Regions from separate parts of the Sus scrofa genome. Here region 2 is linked to region 1. A link is a contact called in public Hi-C data. All regions are on one chromosome and are shown on one strand. Each heading gives the region's core, a stretch centred on a gene start, on an enhancer-like site or on the middle of the called end of the contact. The rest is flanking DNA. Distances are from core to core; before and after follow the strand shown.

The links. A called contact is a pair of places that touch in the nucleus more often than the background predicts.
Region 2: a Hi-C map of embryonic fibroblasts shows a contact between it and region 1, with 7 times the contacts expected there. The contact joins two enhancer-like sites. A contact is called at or near these places in 28 of 47 Hi-C or Micro-C datasets (adipocytes, alveolar macrophages, blood and 15 more) and 2 of 2 datasets of contacts at active chromatin or transcription factors (alveolar macrophages and skeletal muscle).

Annotation. Positions count from the first base shown.
Region 1 is chr13:160,149,699-160,155,953 of Sscrofa11.1, reverse strand. It overlaps DCBLD2 (discoidin, CUB and LCCL domain-containing protein 2), which reads right to left. Exons shown (of 16, transcript XM_021070662.1): 14 at 3,036-3,085; 15 at 960-1,097; 16 at 1-218. Among named protein-coding and RNA genes, the nearest start is that of ST3GAL6, 73 kb to the left of the region's middle. Within about 2 kb of position 2,628, at least 20 of the 83 cell types and tissues checked have an H3K27ac peak or open chromatin away from gene starts, as enhancers often do. A contact at or near this core is called in embryonic fibroblasts, where this site is marked.
Region 2 is chr13:160,315,348-160,321,404 of Sscrofa11.1, reverse strand. No RefSeq gene overlaps it. Among named protein-coding and RNA genes, the nearest start is that of CPOX, 14 kb to the left of the region's middle. Within about 2 kb of position 2,489, at least 6 of the 83 cell types and tissues checked have an H3K27ac peak or open chromatin away from gene starts, as enhancers often do. A contact at or near this core is called in embryonic fibroblasts, where this site is marked.

The sequences.
Region 1 (6,255 bases), core at 1,379-3,878:
TGAACCTGTGGGGTGCCCGGACATATCCATGACAATTGGGGTGGCGTACTCAGGCCCAGTGATTGGGAGTGGTTCAGCATAGGCATGATAAACTTCTTGCACAGGAGAGCTGTAAGGATCTAGGTCAGCATACCCGGCTTCTTTTCCTTCTTCTGGTTTAAAGGTGGATCTCTGATGGAGTGTGCCAACAATTCCTCCCACAAGTGGCTGTGCATACTCTGTGGAAGTCACAAAACACAGACAACAGAAATGTCACGTCATTAACGCAGGGATCTTACAATTGAGGATGGCAGCTGAAGGCTTATACCAAAGCAAACACTTTATGGAGTGTTTGCTATCAATAGAGACCTATGGATTTTCCAGTAAGAACCAACTTAAAAAATTAAAATGAAAGATGTTATCTTGTAGATGTGCCAGAAAGCGTCATTCATGTGGTTTTGCATAAAGAGTGTTCGCATATGTTCTTCAGATAATATTTCATTGGAAAATAAATATTCTAATATACACTAGTATTAGAATAGTAGTAAATATTCAAATACTAGTATTTGGAATAATGCTAGTCTTGGAAAATCATTTCACAGATTTTTTTTTTCCTTTTCAAATACTAGAAAATACTTAAAATATGTATTTAATAGGGAATTCCCTAGGGTCAATAGGGAATTACTGTAAGGCCCACTGTGTCTTTCCTGCTGCCTTTTTAATACCCCCAATTCCCCCCCAAAAACATGAAATTCCAGGTAAACAAAGTGCCCTAAGTTTTTAGAAATTAATATCCCAAATTTATGGATAGAATATCTAAAACACAAATGACTCTTGATGAGCTTTTAAAAAGTGGTTCTACCTTTGGAAAACTAGCTCATCATGAAAAAGATGAAAGATACTGTTAAATCCCAAAGCACTTATAGCAAGTATAGCATTTTCCTCCCTCCACCCGTGGCTCCAGAGCTGCCACTCATTACCTGCAGAGTCCGTCTGCAGCACTGTGGTGACTTCCCTTGGACTCAAGTGATTCACTTCACTACTGCTGTAGCGGACTGGGGTTTCCTCATGCTCCACTGATCTGGCAGGGAGAAACTGCTTCATTCCTTTCCACCAGCCTTCATTGTGATCATAAGCAAAAGAGAATTAATGAAAAGCTATGTCTGAAACAGCAATAGTATATGAAGGGAGAAATCTGGTTGTGTTTAAGCCATTTCTATAACAAATGTCTACACAAACTAGCCTTTATGTTCAAGCTTTTTTTTTTTTATTGTGGTAAAATACACCTGATATAAAATCTATCTTAACCATTTATGAGCAAATAGTTCAGTGATATCAACTATATTAATACTGTTGTGCAGGCATCACCAACATCCATCTCATAACTCTCTTCTTCTTGTAGAACTAAAATCCATACCTAGTACTCCTGATTCTCTTTTTTGCCAGCCCCTGGAACTCACCATTCTACTTTCTGTGTTTATAATTTTGAATACTCTGGAGTTCCTGTCCTGGCACAGTGAAAATGAATCTGACTAGGAACGATAAGGTTGGGGGTTCGATCCCTGGCCTTGTTCAGTGGGTTAAAGATCCGGCATTGCTGTGAGCTGTGGTATAGGTCGCAGACATGGCTTGGATCTGGTGTTCCTGTGTTGTGGCCTAGGCAGGCAGTGAGCTCCAATTCGACCCCTAGCCTGGGAACCTCCATATGCTGTGGGTACGGGGTGAAAAAGCAAAAAAAAAAAAAAAAAAATTGAGTATTCTAAGTACCTCGTACTAATGGAATCATATAATATTCTTCTTTTTGTGACTGGCTTATTTATTTCACTTAGCATGTGCTTAAGGTACATCCACACTGTGGTATACTGCAGAATTCCCTTCTTTTTTAAGGCTTGATATTCCATTTTATGTATATCCCACACTTTGCTTATCTATTCAGTAGCTGACGGACACTTAGGTTGCTTCCATTTTTCAACTATTGTGAATAATGTGGCTATGAACATGGGTATAAAAATATCTCTGTTTCAATTCTTTTGGGTCTATACCTAGAAGTGGAATTGCTGGATCATATGGCAATTCTATTTTCAATTTTTTGAGGAGTCACCAAAAAATTCTGTTTCCCACAGAAGCTGTACTATTTTACATTCCCACCAACAGTGCACAAGGGTTAAATTTCCCCACATCCTTGCCGACGCTTGCTGTTTTCTGCTTTTTCCTGTTTTCTTTTGTTTCCTTCTTTCCAGTAACTTTGGGTTTAATTTGTTCTTTTTCTAGTTCCTTAAGTTGTTCAAGTCTGTATTTTGCTTTGATAGAATATCCAGTTCAAAGCAGAACACAATAGAAATCTCTATCAAAAGTGTATACTAGGGCAAATCACTACTACTATAGTATAGCCAGATTCAGTCTGTTACAGCAGTGGTTTTTAATAAATTTAATTACGTTCAAAAATTCTTCCCAAGATCAACTCTGGGATGGTCTGTCCCCACCACAGCTCTTTTCAACCTTAGTCACAGTGGACTGGCTCCTATTAGTCACTCTGGGAGTGAGAAGTGGGAAGGATAAGACCTGGAGAAGGCCCCCAGTGTAACCTGTGGCAACCTGCCACCTACCACAGAGTAGAAATTCATAAGATATAACTCATGGAAGATTTCACTGACTCGTAAACTGCTGGACTCCACGTGGTAAATATCCACAGCAGAGTGACACACACACACTGTGTCACTGGGACCGCAATCCTCTGCTTCTTACCCAGTGTTCACGTTCACCACACAGAAACCTGGTCTCAAGCTAGACACATGCATGAGGCAAACCAGACAAATTCTCCAGAAGAAAAAGAACAGAATATGTGTTATGGGAAATTCTTATGTTTCATTTCATTACTTATCAGCTAGAAGAGAATTTAGAGAAAAGTAAAAACAATCAGAAGAAGAATGCCCTTTTTCTAATAGTACTGGGGAGTTCACGTGGGCCTGCAAAGGACACTCCTCTGTCACTACTGCCACCTGGAGGGCAGGGGCTTCCCTCTGATGGAAAGAGATGCAAAGCCATGCATGAAGTACCTGCTCGGTCCCAATAAGGTAAGTCATATGTGCCTTCAGTTTTTTTCTTCCTGGAAAAATACAAGAAAAAAAAATAGCAAATAGAATGAATTCACTAGCAAGAAAACTCTGAAACTGCAGGATAAACACCAAAGTTAATAATTAGTCAAGAGTACACATTTCTACTTGTTGATCTACCTGGGGGGGTTTCATTTTCATTTGACTTTTAAAGTTGCCACTGCTGAAGTTCATAAATTCTGGACTCTCAATAAATATTAAACAACTATCTCCTGAGATATCTTATTAGCCAACTATTTGCCACAAAAAAATGGATAAAGGAATTTAAAAAAAGACTAAGTGTGCAGATTAAAAGGCTGAACCAAATCAAGGCCCAACCCTGACATGTGGGTTACTATGGGGAAATCATGTTAGATTTTAGTTTCAAATATGAATTTCACAAATTAGTTGATTCACAAAGTTCACAGAAAAAGCCCTACATTTTCTTCTACATTGTTATTAACATGTTGGTTTTTTCTACAGTCCTTTGCCCCAGAGAAGTTTAAAGTATCACATAATACGGTAATTGCATAATCTTGATTCCTCCATCCTGTACAGGGTAAGCCAACGCTCTCACTAATAATGAGAACAGGATTTTCCATGCCTGGCGGCCAAGGGCCACATGCGCAGTAACAAAGGTTCTCCCCACCTCCTCCTCAGAATTCCAACATATCCTCCCCTGGAGAAACCTTTACCCCTTCCTAACATTAATTGCTATCTACCAAAAGCCTTTTACAAAGAAAAAACTAAGCACACAAAAGGACATTTTCTGATGCTGGCATGTAAAACCAATGAAAATAATGCCCTGCGAGCTAAAGATAAAGAAGCTGATCTATTGTTATCAATGAGGATAAGACAGTTAGGTGATTTGATCAAGATTGCAAATGTGGCTTTCTCAAAGAGCGTGAGCTATGTGCATTTCCTACTTGGAAGCATTCTTTTCCAGTGTAAGACTATGTTTTTATTATCGATACAAAAAGCTGTCTCGTTTTAAAAATACACTACTTCATTATTTCGAAGTAAGGTATAATGTAAAATTCGTGGAAAAGACAGTAGGTCCTGAAGCTATCCAGGGACTGCATTATAAAGAATTTCATATGCTCCATCTCAGTGTCAAAGCTTTATTTTAGGTTATTCATTACATGTGAAGTACTTAGAACCATGCCTGGGATGGGTCAGGGATTCAACATATGCAGCTGTTTTATTATTACTTTTCTCCTATTTTCCACGGCCCCTTAATGGTACTTCTTTTATTCCTTGTCACAAAGCCACATATCAGCAATTTCATCTACTGTGTTCTTACAAGTAACTTCATGCCTGCAGCTCAGACCTTCTGTCCTTAATAGGCTCATATTCCACGTGCCTCTCAGGAGTCTGAATGTCCACAGGGTCCTTTGAACACTCTCCCAAACTCGTCTCAGGTTGTGCCTCCTGCCTCCCTATCAAAGCTCTACTCCCAGTCCTCACCTCCACACCCCTGGGCTTTACCCACAGAGGATTGGACTTGATCAACAGATGGGTCAGAGGTAGCAGTAGCAGCCTCTGGGTTAAGGGCACAGCTTCTGATGCCTGCACCAAATCTCCACTCTGTGCTGACCAGGGGACCTCAGAAAAGTTACTTATGCTCTCTTGGTCTCACTTTCTTCTATAAAATGGAATTTATAACAATACCTGCTTCACAGGTTGTTTTGAGAAAGAAATGAGTTAAAACATGTAAGGTATTTAGAATAATGTGTAAAATAAGCATTTAATTTTACCCTTTATAAAAATTTGCTGCTGCTGCTATTCTCATCACTATTATTGTGGCTGTCCAGTTACTTGCAAGCATGGTGACCCTTCTTTCCTGGACTCTCCTAGAACCCTTTCCCCCTGCCCCTCCCTCCTGCTCTCAAACTAAGTTTCTGGTTCTGCACAGACAGCATCCCCAGCACCAGAACCCAGGCTCAACGCACTCCTCCAGCTTTTTCCCTCCCCTGGAACATACTGTTAGGATGTGGTTTCTTTTTTTTCCCTTTCTTGTTTTTTTTTTTTTTTTTTTTTTTTTTTTTTTTTTTTGTCTTTTTGTCTTTTTGTCTTTTCTAGGGCTGCACCTGCAGCATATGGAGGTTCCCAGGCTAGGGGTCTAATCGGAGCCGTAGCTGCCGGCCTATACCAGAGCCACAGCAATGCCAGCTCCAAGCCACGTCTGTGACCTACACCACAGGTCATGGCAACGCCGGATCCTTAACCCACTGAGCGAGGCCAGGGATCGAAGCCACAACCTCATGGTTCCTAGTCTGATTCGTTAACCACTGAACCATGACAGGAACTCCCTAAGACGTGGTTTCTTTTGAGTTGTGATTCCTACTCATCTTGTGTGAAACTTACAGGATTTAAGCGATGTTAAGACATGTTACATAGTTCAAAATAGAGTCTCAGTGGCGCATGCAAACTTCCCTATGAATTGTTTTGAAACACCTGCTATAGGACTGCCAGTGACTTAAGTGATAAACTCAGAATATTACTTAGATAAGAAGTCCGATGGGCCATATGCGTCAAGGGAACAGACAGAGCAATTGAGCAACTGAGACAGAGCAACTGAGACAGAGCAGTTGAGACTCCTCCCCTGGGTAACAGTTACTCCTTAAAAGGAGGCCACTGAGCCAAGTGACCTGAGCACTTTTTTCTGGAGGCTGGTACTTTTGGGGCTGAGAGCTGTTCCAGATGGATGCTGCTGGAGGACCTTTGGAGATAAGAGGGACTTCCCACTCAACATGTATAACAGGACCCATGGCTGGACAGAGAACTACTGCTGGTGCTGAAACGCTTCCTTCTAGGCATCTCCTAGGGGTGGTCTGTCACCCACTTTCCCTACTTTGATTAACCTGTGCTGTGTGCTAATTATGAGTAATAAGCTGAGTGAGTCATGAATTGAATATTGGCTACTGTTTTACCTATCTACAATCCCGTGATTCCTACCTGCTGGGCCCTGGAGCAAACAGGTTCCATGGTGGATGGTCCACAGACTTTGGGGTTCACCACTGGACACCCAGCACATGGCTCAATACTTACTTGGCAGGGAGTAGGAGTTCAAATATTTGTTGAATGGCTAAAAATTAAGTCCCTCCAAACTGCCAGTCACCAGACCTGACCCTCCTTCTCTCAACTCCTGACATCTTTACTGGTCTAATTGCACAAGCCAGAA
Region 2 (6,057 bases), core at 1,240-3,739, 170 kb before region 1:
GAGCAATTTTGACTGAAGAGGTTTTCAGGCTGGTCAATGCCTCCCCTGTTTGTCACACCTCCAACACTTATGATGTAAACTAATTTTTCCACTGCCTAGGACTTAGAGGAGCAAAATCTGAAAATTACGATTCAACAAATTCTTCCATTTTACAGAGGACAAAAAAAAATGAGTCCTAGAGAATTAGTAATAATTTGAATAGAGTGTAAAAGCAATAGGGGGAAGCATAGAAATAAAATTGAATGTTATTCTTCAAATGCATGGTAGAGAATAGAGTTTGGAAAGCATTTTCTTAATGGTTTCTTCAGAGTTGGATCAGTGTGTCAAGAACAAGACAAATTGGAATGTGAGGGGTGAGAGGTAGGTTTAATTTAGATCCAGAGAAGGGTTCCCAATAGAAAGAGAGGCAAACTTTGGAACTTTGGAATCTCTGGCCCAGAACTTGTTCAAAGTAGCAAAGCTACACTGGATAAAATATGGTCTTTTGAATAAATAGTGCTGGGTCAATATATTAATTTTCTGTATCTGCCAAAACAAATAACCAATAAACTTAGTGGCTTAAAATAATTGTATTACCTTACAATTTTTTAGGTCAGAAGTCCAACACAGGCCTCGCTGTTATGAAATCAAAATATTAGCAGGGCTGTGTTCTTTTCTTGAGGTTCTAGAAGAAGAAAATCTGTTTCCTTGCCATTTTCAGATTCCTGAAACCACCCACATTCCCCAGTCTGCATCAGATTTTGGCTCCTTCCATCATCTTCAAAGCCAGCAATATTCTATCTCCCTGACTATAATTCCCTAATTAAGTCTCCTTTTGGCCACAGCTTGGAAAGATTCTATATTAGGGTTCCATCTGGTTGGGCTGGGCCCACTCAGACATACCAGGATAAACTGTTCATCTCAGAGTCACATCTGTATAGTTCCCTTTGCCATGGAGGCTAACATATTATGAGGTTCCAGGGACTAAGACAAGGATATTTTTGCAGGGCCATTGTTCTCCCAACATAGCCAACTAGATACCCTATGAAACAAGTAAGAAATTTTCCCTTACCACTCACCACACACAGAATCAATTCCAGATGGGCTACAACTCTCAATACCAGAGTTTAAAAATTAAGTTTTTGGAAGAGAATATAGAAGAACATCTTTCTGATTTTGGGGTAGTGAAGGGTTTCATGACCAAGACACAAAAAATACTTAAGATTGAGAAATTTATCTAAATGAAAATCAAGAACTTCTTTTAATCAAAAGAGCCTAGACAAATACCATATGATATCCCTTATATTTGGAATCTAATATATGGCACAAATGAACCTTTCCATGGAAAAGAAAATCATGGACTTGGAGAATAGACTTGTGGTTGCAAGGGGGAGGGGGAGGGAGTGGGATGGATTGGGTGCTTGGAGTTAACTATTGCTTTTGGAATGGATTAGCAATGAGATCCTGCTGTATAGCACTGAAAACTATGTCTAGTCACTTGCTAATGGGAGAAAAAAGAATGTATACATGTATGTGTAACTGGGTCACCATGATGTACAGTAGAAAAAAAATGTATTGGGGAAATAACAATAAAAAAATAAATAAATAAGAGTAAAATGCAAGCCACAGAGAGGGAGAAGATATGTAGAACATGCATAGTCAATGAAGGGCTGTGTCAAAGTTTGGATTCCCCCGAAGCAGAGCCTAAGGAAAAGGCTTGGCTAGAGGAGCTTGTATGTGTGTTATGCTTCGCAGTAAAACAAGTTAACCACAACAAAGTCTTATTGTAATAGCTAATATTTATTCAATGTTTTCTATGGGCATTGCTCTGTTCTAAGCATTTCATGTAAAGCAACTCAGTTAAAGCTTGAAACATGCCCAAGAAGTAAGTACCTTTATAACCCCCACTGGGGAGGAAGCTGAGTTACAGTGTAGTTAATGTCCTGAAGCTACTAGGTGTGGTTTGTTATGGCAGGAATTGTCTGTTTTGTTTACTGCTCCATTCCCAGGGCCTAGAAGAGTGCCTCAATTAAATAAAGTGGCAAAACAGGATTCAAACCCATGCTGCCTTTTGTAAAGCATACATTCTTAACAATACAGCTCATAATGTTATTCATTTAAAGTCTCCTATTCTGGTCCAGTTTGTGAGAATGAAGATAATAAAAGTATAGGAAAATAATTTTTTTTTAATTTTAAAAATACATTTTTATTTTAAAAAATAAAAATAAATTATAAAATGTTATCCATTAATCTAGATTTCTTAGAGGAAAAGGGCATGGGAAAAAAACAAAGGCCTGAGGAATGTTTTAAAATACTTTTTGTCCCTACAAGTTTTGTTTAAGATCATATTCCCATCATTCCAGCCAGCATTTTAGCTTTTGCCAATGAACTTCACAGATCACAGACACCCACTTTCATAACTCTTCTCCCAACACCTGAGACTAATCCCTGCATGACCCTCTCCCAGCTGAAACACATGTTCATGTTGGCTCTTAGTTCAGCAGTCCTGTTTCTAGCCACTGAATCATATAATGCTGAAATCCAAAACCAAACACATGTTCCTCTAAGAAACAGCCAAGGCTTTCACACTAAATACCAAGCATTTTTCCCCAGCAGTCCAGGAGTTCTAGCACTTTAAGATGCAAACCAAGAATTGTCCAGACCACAGATCATTGTTTAGAAGTTTTGGGTTGCTATTCTTAGTGGTGGTGGTGGTGATGTGTGTGTGTGTGTGTGTGTGTGTGTGTGTGTGTGTGTGTGTGTGTGTGTTTGAAACCAGTGTTGAAAAGTTCATGCAATTGTCTGCTCTTATTTTAAGAAGAACAATTTCATATAATCGAATCTCTTTTAGAGATCATAATTTCCCTTCTGTTGGATGATGGCCAGGCTGTTTTGGTGGGCAAGGGGAATATACAAAAGTAGGATTCTTTTTTTTTTTTTTTCATTGAAACATGCATTTAAGTGAACCACAACAAACCAACATTTGTCAATTAAAGCTATGGTAATGGCTTTTACAGTGACTTGAGATACAAGTTTTCTACACTTGTGATTATGTCTCCAGAGAAACGATGTAGTCTAAAGCGGATGCAGTCTAGCGTACTAATGTATTCTTATTGCTTGTGCATTTTATTTTCTGTGAAATATATTTGTTTATATATCCATTATCATATGAAGTCACAATGCATGTTTATTACTATTTCCTTGAGTCTATTAAAGTAAACGATTATTATTTTCCTTAGAGTTCATATATAAAAACTGTATTTATTTTGAAGGCTATAATTTCATATACTATTACTAGAATTATATGTAATAAAGTTCCAGCCTATAGGGAACAATTTAGAAATAATAGGTATATCTGAAGAATTAGAGAAGAAATTTCATATATCATACTGTACCCAGAATTATTTGGTGTGATATATTATTTTATAATATGTTGATATTATAAAATATGAAATTCTATATTTTGTATACTATATTTTCATTTTTTCAATATGAGCCCATAAGTATTACTAAATGTATTTTAAATATTTGTATCCTTATAGGTCTTTTCATAGTCTTACATAAATAAATCAGAAAAAAAAGCATTTATATGAATCCAGTGGGATGAATGACACATTAGAAAAAGCCTGGATTTTTGGAGTCAAACGGAGAGGAGTTCAAAATTCACTTTGCTGCTAATTAGCTGTATGACTGTAGGTATGTGACTTAACCTCTCTTAGATCTTGCTTTTCCCATAGCTAAGAACCTTGTTTTGCAGGGTTGTTGTAAAGGATTTTTATCCATCCATTTCATCAACATTTAAGCATTTCTAAATCCTATTACTTTATAACATAAATATTGAAATAAATGAAACTATCCTTCATTCAGTTATGCAATAGTTCACCAATATCTGAAAATGTAGCACCAGAATTAAATACAAATATAACAAAAATGTTAAACAAAAAGCTCCCAAGTCTTTGTTTACCTTTCTTACCATATAGCACAAATCAGCTACTTTGGGAAGTGTTAGATGTGTGTTGAATGGTGGACCCTGAGAACAGAGTCATTGCAGTTACAAGAGAACTAGTTATTTCCTGTGATCTGGTCATGAAAATGGCTTACTGAAAACTGAACTGCAGCCATGGGGCTTCAGAAGAGGCCCACCTCCACTATCTTTCACCACACCAAAAAGGTCTGGTTGGACCCAAAGTTGACCAGTGAAATCACCATTGTCAACTCCCAGCAGTAGGTTTGGAAGCTGATCTAAAATGGGTCGATCATCTGGAAGTCTGTGACTGTCTATTCTCAGGCTGAAGGCTGGGAAAACACCTTGGCCTGTCTTGAGGGCAAGCATGGGGACATAGCGTGCAAAATGTACTATCCACACTCAATGTTGCTGAGAAGGTAGCCTGGATGAGAATTCTGCCATGGCTGCTCAGTAGATACCATGAATATAAGACCACTGCTGAATATACAACAGCCTGAATGTGAAACAAACAACCCCAAAACAGACAAGCCCAGCAAGAAGCTGCTGGCAGACCAGACCGAGACCTGCAGGTCTAAAATCAAGGGAGCACCTTGAGGAGCAACTCCAGGCCAAGCAAGAGGAGATTCTGAGGAATGAGACCAAGAGCTAAAATTCCTTATCTCTTCTCTGTACATAGTGGCCTCTGCAATTGTATAGATCCAACATCCAATAGAACAGGTCTTTATCTGTCTGAGGGCAAAACAGTGAATAGAATTTATTTTGCCTTCAGCTCTTTGGTCATACTGCACTTTCAACCAATTAAAAACATAAGTCTTTTTTATATGAACTGCTGTTCAATAGGATCTTCCTCGGTTTATGAGTTATCAATTCACTGAACTGAAATATAGAATTTTATACTCATCTTTAGTTATGTTTCATTATGTTAGCTTCAGTCAATTGGGTTTAACCAGATGAGTTCTCTTGGCCTTTGGTATGTCATCATGTATGTCCAGATTTATGATTTTTGTAAGTTTGATTAGAGCATAAAATTCTGTTCATCCAAATTGTTGACTTCAGAAAGATAAATTGGAAAGAAGATAAAGTGGAGTTTAATGCCTTGTAACATGTCACCAAGCCTTGTGCTACGTTGTTCCCAATCCAATAAAATCTACCTTTGATTTTCAGATGCCAATTGGTGTAAATATACATATTATCACCTAGTGCAATCTGAACTTTCTCCACCAAGATATAAAACTCTTCAGTTGTATTTTGGCATTTCTCTCCAATATTCTTTAAACATTGCCAATACTACTTCCTAAGTCATTTCCAGAGGACATTATTCCAATCAAAGAATAAAATTCACCTAGATCTGGACATGACCCCTGATTTAAATTACCTAGGTACACTTTGATTTCTTAACAGTCTATTTGGATTTGCCTCTGCTTCCTACTTCCCTGCTACTACTATTAACATTTGAGATTTTGTTTGTTTGTTTGTTTGTTTTTGTCTTTTGTCTTTTGTTGTTGTTGTTGCTATTTCTTGGGCTGCTCCTGCGGCATATGGAGGTTCCCAGGCTAGGGGTTGAATCGGAGATGTAGCCACCGGCCTACGCCAGAGCCACAGCAACGCGGGATCTGAGCTGCGTCTGCAACCTACACCACAGCTCATGGCAACGCCGGATCGTTAACCCACTGAGCAAGGGCAGGGACCGAACCCGCAACCTCATGGTTCTTAGTCGGATTCGTTAACCACTGCGCCACGACGGGAACTCCTGAGATTTTTGTTTGACATGTCTTTCTCTTTGATATAACATTTTAGTTGCTCTGCTTTCTCTCTGTCCTTGTCTAACATTGCACTTTTTGTCCCATTAGTATGTGTTTCTTTCTCAACTTTGTTCTTTTTTGTCAAAAACATCTCCATCTCCTAACCCTACCATGTATTTCCCTCCTCAAAAACTCTTCTTGCTGGTGTAAGCTTTAAATTTATATTTATGCTCATGATACCTAACACATTTCCTATTTCTTTTACATTTTTACCTCTTCCCCCACACATCTGTCTTCCATCTTTTTATGTTTCTCCACTGACTTATTCACTTGCAGTGAATGGATATCTATTGACAACCCACAGTGTCC